2 separate regions of the Sus scrofa genome follow, and region 2 is linked to region 1. The links are chromatin contacts, called in public promoter capture Hi-C maps. All regions are on one chromosome and are shown on one strand. The core of a region is the stretch at or near the end of the contact, and the rest is flanking DNA. Distances in the headings are between cores, read along the strand shown.

Region 1 (3,283 bases), core at 285-2,784:
AAGGTTCCATATTCAGATGCATTTTCACGGGTTCAGTGAAATTAATCTGGTTTCCGTTATGACACCTGGGGGCCCTAATGCGCTAGAGGCATTTAAATCTCTGACAGGCAGCAGTGTTCCCCAAAATTAATTGCCCAAGATTACTGACATCATGTTAGAAGAACTAGAATTGGGTAGAGCATATTTTGGGTTTTTTTTTTTTTTGTATAATTCTTTTTTTAATTTTTTTTAAAATTTATATTACTCAATGAATGTATTACATTTATAATTGTACAATGATTATCACAACCCAATTTTATAACATTCCCACCCCAAACCCCCAGTAGCCACCCCCCCAAACCTCTCTCCTTTGGAAACCGTAAGTTTTTCAAAGTCTGTGAGTCAGTATCTGTTCTGCAAAGAAGTTCACTGTGTCCTTTCTTCAGATTCCACATGTCAGTGAAAGCATTGGATGTTGGTGTCTCATTGTATGGCTGACTTCACTTAGCATGATAATTTCTAGGTCCATCCATGTTGCTAAAAATGCTGGTATTTCGTTCCTTTTAATGGCTAAGTAATATTCCATTGTGTATATATACCACATTTTCTTGATCTACCTCTCTGTTGATGGACATTTAAGTTGTTTCCATGTCTTGGCTATTGCAAATAGCGCTGCAATGAACATTGAAGTACATGTGTCTTTTCAAGTCATGGTTTTCTCTCATGCCCAGGAGTGGGATTGCTGGGTCAAACGGTAGTTCTATTTTTAGTTTTCTGAAGAATCTCCATATTGTTTTCCACAGCGGTTGCACCAATTTACAATCCACCCACAGTGTAATAGGGTTCCTTTTTCTCCACACCCTTTCCAGCATTTACTGTTTGTAGACTTTTTGATGATGGCCATTCTGGCTGGTGTAATGTGGTACCTCATAGTGGTTTTGATTTGCATTTCTCTAATAATGAGTGATGTTGAACATCTTTTCATGTGTTTTTTGGCCATCTGTATGTCTTCTTTGGAGAATTGTCTGTTTAGATCTTCTGCCCATTTTTTGATGGTGTTTTTTTGGTTTTGTTTTTTTTTTTTTGGTATTGAGCTGCAGAAGATGTTTATAAATTTTGGAAATTAATCCCTTGTAGTCGATTCATTTGCAAAGATTTTCTCCCATTCTGTGGGTTGTCTTTTCGTTTTGTTTCTTTGCTGTGCAGAAACAAAATTTTAAGTTTAATTAAGTCCCATTTGTTTATTTTTGTTTTTACTGTCATTGCTCTGAGGTGGATCTGAGAAGATGTTGCTGTTGTTTATGTTGGAGAGTATTTGGCCTATGTTTTCCTCTAAGAGGTTTATAGTTTCTGGTCTTATATCTAGGTCTTTAATCCATTTCAAGTTTATTTTTGTGTATGGTGTTAGGAAGTGTTCTAATTTCATTCTTTTCCATGTGGCTGTCCAGTTTTAGAATTGGGTAGAACATATTTTGGATCACAGTGCTGAGGTCTGTGCATGTGGCCAGTGTCAGGAGAACAGTTTGCCAGAGAATTTGAGGCCCCAGTTTACTGCCTGGGCTCCACCCCCTCTCAGACCAGTGATCACAGGCCACACGACCTCTTTGGTCACTAAGGAGCTTCCTCACCTATGTGAAAAGAGCCCAGAGTTCCCTGAGTGCCACCTGGCAGTCAGATGGCTGAATGTGGGCGAGCGGGCTCTGAGATCAGCGGAATCCTGCAAATAAAGACGGGGTTATTAGTCCAAGTTCTCTGAACCCAGAAAAGGCTGAGGCAGACAGCCGGCTGGGGAGGAATTCCCTGGTTACATCTGTTTTATTCTGCCTTGCCAAGGGCTTTGCTTAAATGCACGAATCAAACTTTCTCTCTATAGATAAATGTACAGAGCTGACCGCAGCTTCTCTGTGTAATCCCAGACTAATGCCTGTGATTCTTTTTACCCCCTGACAGCTATACTGTCTTGTTTATTCCAAATCCATTTCTCTTTCTTGGTGGTGGAGGGAGCAGTGGCCAGAGTCTTGTAGGAGGCAGTAAGCGGAAGTGCCCCACTGTCCCCAGAGCAAGCAAAATGCACAGTCTGGAGGGCGCAGAAAACTGCATAGGTTTTCATATTTTCACATTAAAACTCACGGTGGCAAAAATTGAACTGATGTACGGCTATTTACAGACCTCTTTATCCTACTTAGTGTCATCTCCATACATTTTGCTGTAGAAAATATTAATGGGCTTGACTACGGGGTGCTGCCCCAGGCCCCTTTGGGGATATTCACTATACATGATTTATGTAATGTGGTCCCTTTGTAATATTTGCAAAAAATCTGGATTCTGAAAACTCTCTGGCCCCCAAGGGTTTGGGGTATGAGATCAGGGGCCATAATGGGAACTCTGACTTAAAAAGGCACACTTGGAGACAGATGTCATACAGGTGGGCTCAGGGATTGGAAGGGTGGGCTGTCTTGTTACTGGGTTCAGGTGAGAGGTTGGGCCTCACCCTCTTGAATGCACCTGGCAGGAAGCCCCATCTGTGCTTTTTTTTTTTTTTTTGGTTGTGCCTGTAACACTCAGAAGTTCCTGGGCCAGAGACTGAATCTGTGCCACAGCAGTGACCAGAGCCACTGCAGTGACAATGCTGGATCCTTAACCCACTGAGCCACCAGGGAACTCCTCATCTGTGCTTTGGAATTCCCTCTTAAAGCTACAGATGGTCTGTACCCAGCCCTGAGTTGGGTGGCAGGAAGGTACCTCACACTTCAAGGCCCTGTTCTCTGTTCCACCAGGGCGCCTGGGAGGCCAGCCAAGAAGAAGGCTCCCAGGTACCCCCACACCCAGGCTGCTGGGTAAAGAAGCAGTTGGCACACACCCCAGGTGCTAGCTGCAGCCAAAAGCCAGCGGTATTTTATGAGCCTCGGAAATCTTGTACCAGCCCATTTTGCATTAGCAAATTAACTCTGTATGTATAGCAACTTCTTAATAGTTTAATGACTTACACATCCCTTCTGGATCTTTTGGTGTGTTCTTTCTTATTATTAGAGAAAAGGGTCCTTTTAGAGCTAACTTCACTGGGCTTCTCCCTTGGCAGTGCTTCCAGAATTCTAAAATAGAATCCCACACCACTGTTCCTGACACAAGTATTAGAGAATCCAGCTGAAGAGACAAAACATACCAAACTGTCCGTGTTGAGGGTTAGAATAGCAGCTGCCCATTTTTATCTTCTCCAAGCTTTGGAGAAAATGCCTGGACATTGTGGCCCCTCTTGTGTTCAGTGAAGTCACCCTTTATAAAAAGACTCCTTTACAAGGTTTAC
Region 2 (3,000 bases), core at 436-2,935, 50 kb before region 1:
ACCTCCTCGTGTATAGCACTGGGAACTACATCTAGTCACTTATGATGGAGCATGAGAATGTGAGAAAAGGAATGTATATATGTATGTGTGACTGGGTCACCTTGCTGTACAGTAGAAAATTGACAGAACACTATAAACCAGCTGTAATGGGAAAAAATAAAAATCATTTAAAAAAAAAAGTGTTAGTGATGGGGCATCTCTTAAGAGTGTTCCACTAATGATTTTGGATTTTCTTCTAAGCAGGTGACACCTGTCTGCAAGTTTTGACGTGAATGCATGACAATGACAACTATATCACAACTTCTGCCTGGCCAATTTCTATCCTGCTAGTAGTGCTAACGCTAACCCTAACCCTAAACAAAATGCACATTGTGTGCATTTCTGTGTGTGCTGTGATGCAAAGTGTTTAGCAGTGCTGAGTTAGATATCTGGGTAGGGAGGTCAAGGGGGCAGTGGGGTATGGGTGTGGAGCTTAATGGAGAGGCAGACATAGAAAACTGGTTTGAAGATTTGAGATCCGTTAAGCACATGGATGACAGTGGGCCTGCCTGTAACCACTGAATCAGGTCTACACAGAGAAGACAGCTGGTGTTGAACCTTGGGATACTCAAGTGTTTATAAACCTACAAGAGGAGCAAACCAATTCAACTGAGAGTTAGGAGCCAAGCACCTAATTCAAATACTGGGTGTCTAAGGAGTGATGTCCAATCCCTGAAGCTAAGGAGAAAGGGGATGGTCCCCTAGGGCAAGTGCTGCTGAAAGGTCAAGTAGGGTGAGAGTGGAAGAGTTATCACTGGATTGGGCAGCATGAAGGTCATTAGTGACCTTGGCAGAAGGACTTCCTGGTTGGTGGTAGACTCTGTAGAGCTGAATGACAACCAGATGTACGGGACTGGGTTGAGGAGTGAGAGGGGGTGAGGTGCTTTTTGAGCAGCTGTGTTGTCAAAGACAGAGATACAGACAAGAGAGGCAGAAGTTTTTCCTTTTCTAAAGACATTGGCCACGTCTGAACGCTAATTTAGCAAGGCTGGATTCATGTCACAGGAGAGGATACCTCTAGCTGCAAAATGCTTGAGATGGTGAGAGGAATGCAATCCTGGGCACAAGACCAAAGGGTCAGCCTCGGACAGAATCAAGACTCATCGCAACAGAGAGATGACAGACAGGGGGAGCAGACACAACCTTCCAAGAACTTGGTCCAAGCTTCACAGCGCTGTCTTCCTTTCGGGGGGGGGGGAACTCTCCCGTTTATAGCATCTTTTAACAAATCTCTGCTCTGCTTGGGCCTTTTGTCGGTCCCACCCGGGGTCTCACCTCCGCACTTAACCGGTCCTTTTAGCTGTGAGCTGGGTGAGGACATCTGGCAGACTGGCCGGTTACCTGAACACACATCAGCCTCTTGGGCGCCCCTTACTGATGTTCAGTTTCTCCTCCACCGTCACCGTCTATCTAGCGGGTTGGCTGAGCACCGTTCACGGAAGTGCCACTCTGCTCCCGGCGTCTTTTCAACCTCCAGCGAGTGCTCCTGCCAGCACCAGTTCCCGCCTCTTCGAACCGCAAACGCCCCGCCCCGGTCCCCCTTCCTTCTCCGCCCTCGGCCACTGCCTTCAACGTGGCGACGACGACTGCGCATGCTCAGTACCTGGGATGCGCGACGGCTGGCGGGGCGGGGTGGGCGCAGTGACGCCACTGCGCAGCCGCGGACAGGCGGGACCGCGCCACGTCGACGCGCAGCGGCCGCGCCCCCTCTCGGCGGCCTGGGTCTGTTCGCCCGCGCGCGGTCCCGCCGCCTCACGCGCGCGCCTCCCTTGCTCCCCAGCGCTCACGCTCGCGCGCAATTCCCTCTCGCCGGCTAGCCTTCAGCCGCCGACGTCTCGGCCCCTCAGAAAGCCGGTCGCACCATGTCTTCGCCTCCCGAGGGAAAGCTAGAGACGAAAGCAGGACACCCGCCCGCCGGTACTGACTCGTTCCCAACTTTCTCCCCTCTCGTGGGTCCGGAGGGCGGGCTCGAACCCGCGGGCACGGGGCGCGGAGCGGGGCGCCGGGCGGGGGAGGCCGCCGGCCTGGGACGTGTCTGCTCTTGGGGTCTAAGTTGAGCCCAGCCCCCGGGCGGATGAGACCCATCGCCTTAAGGTGTGCGAAACATCGGAGTTGCATGCAAATGAGTGTCTTGAAGGAGTCCCGTTGAGCAACTTACACCCCAAAGTTTCGGCGGTGGCTACTTACTTAGAATGTACAGATGTTTTTAGAAAACAAGTAGCTGAAACTATTAAAAAGCAATGTTTTTAGCGTCATGGTGATGAGTGATTGTAGGCTGACAGCTTTTTTTACTGACTAAAGAACCAAAGGAACGGAAATCATTTTTATAGTTAATCAACCAGTATGACTCCCCTCCCCCCTCCCCCGCCCCGTTTCTTTCTTATGCTGCTCTTCCTCAAAAGTGGTTTTGGTTTTTTTGTTTTTTGCTTTAGCACATCCTGAACTTCTGAGCCAAGGAAGTTAAATGCAGGCAAGAGTCATCTTTCTTAGCATATGGGACTCTTAAGCCACCTTTATGTTCTTACTGTCCCCCCCCCTTTCTGAGCAGAGTTCCTGTTTGCTGTTTCGAATCTACCCTTACTGGGCGATTGCCATTTCTCTCCTTTGGAGTGATGATGTCTCCATATGGAAGGGCGCTGGGAAGGAATCAAAGGTGACCGGGTCCCAGAGTCCCAGTCACTTCAATGTGTGGGATTTTTAGGGTGTTCATTGCACACGTTCATTGGAGTTACCAACTCAGACTGCTGGTCACAGAAGCCTTAGCCAAACATGGCTGCTTTTTGTGGAACATTTGTGCCATCTTGATTAGAGGAAAGATTCCCCTAAGTTCCACCTGCCATCCCCCCCACAACACACACACACTATAGGCCACTAATTCTCTGCCTCAATGGTGGTGAATATAGCAATACCTTAGAGCTGTCGCATTTCAGAGTAGGTGATACTTTTCAGTGGTGAAATAAG

Evidence for each region. Promoter capture Hi-C pulls out the DNA fragments that hold promoters and counts their contacts.
Region 2: a promoter capture Hi-C map of liver shows a contact between it and region 1, with 2.6 times the contacts expected there. The contact joins the promoter of DAP here to the enhancer-like site in region 1. A contact is called at or near these places in 1 of 5 promoter capture datasets (liver), 3 of 47 Hi-C or Micro-C datasets (blood, heart right ventricle and liver) and 2 of 2 datasets of contacts at active chromatin or transcription factors (alveolar macrophages and skeletal muscle).

The regions. Positions count from the first base shown.
Region 1 is chr16:270,677-273,959 of Sscrofa11.1, reverse strand. The region is part of intron 2 of DAP (death-associated protein 1); the gene reads left to right. Among named protein-coding and RNA genes, the nearest start is that of DAP, 50 kb to the left of the region's middle. Within about 2 kb of position 1,534, at least 17 of the 83 cell types and tissues checked have an H3K27ac peak or open chromatin away from gene starts, as enhancers often do. A contact at or near this core is called in liver and skeletal muscle, where this site is marked.
Region 2 is chr16:320,760-323,759 of Sscrofa11.1, reverse strand. It overlaps DAP (death-associated protein 1), which reads left to right and starts at 1,685. Exons shown (of 4, transcript XM_003134178.5): 1 at 1,685-1,956. The coding sequence starts at 1,902. LOC100523337 (a long non-coding RNA gene) reads right to left here and starts at 1,612. Exons shown (of 4, transcript XR_001300877.2): 1 at 1,315-1,612.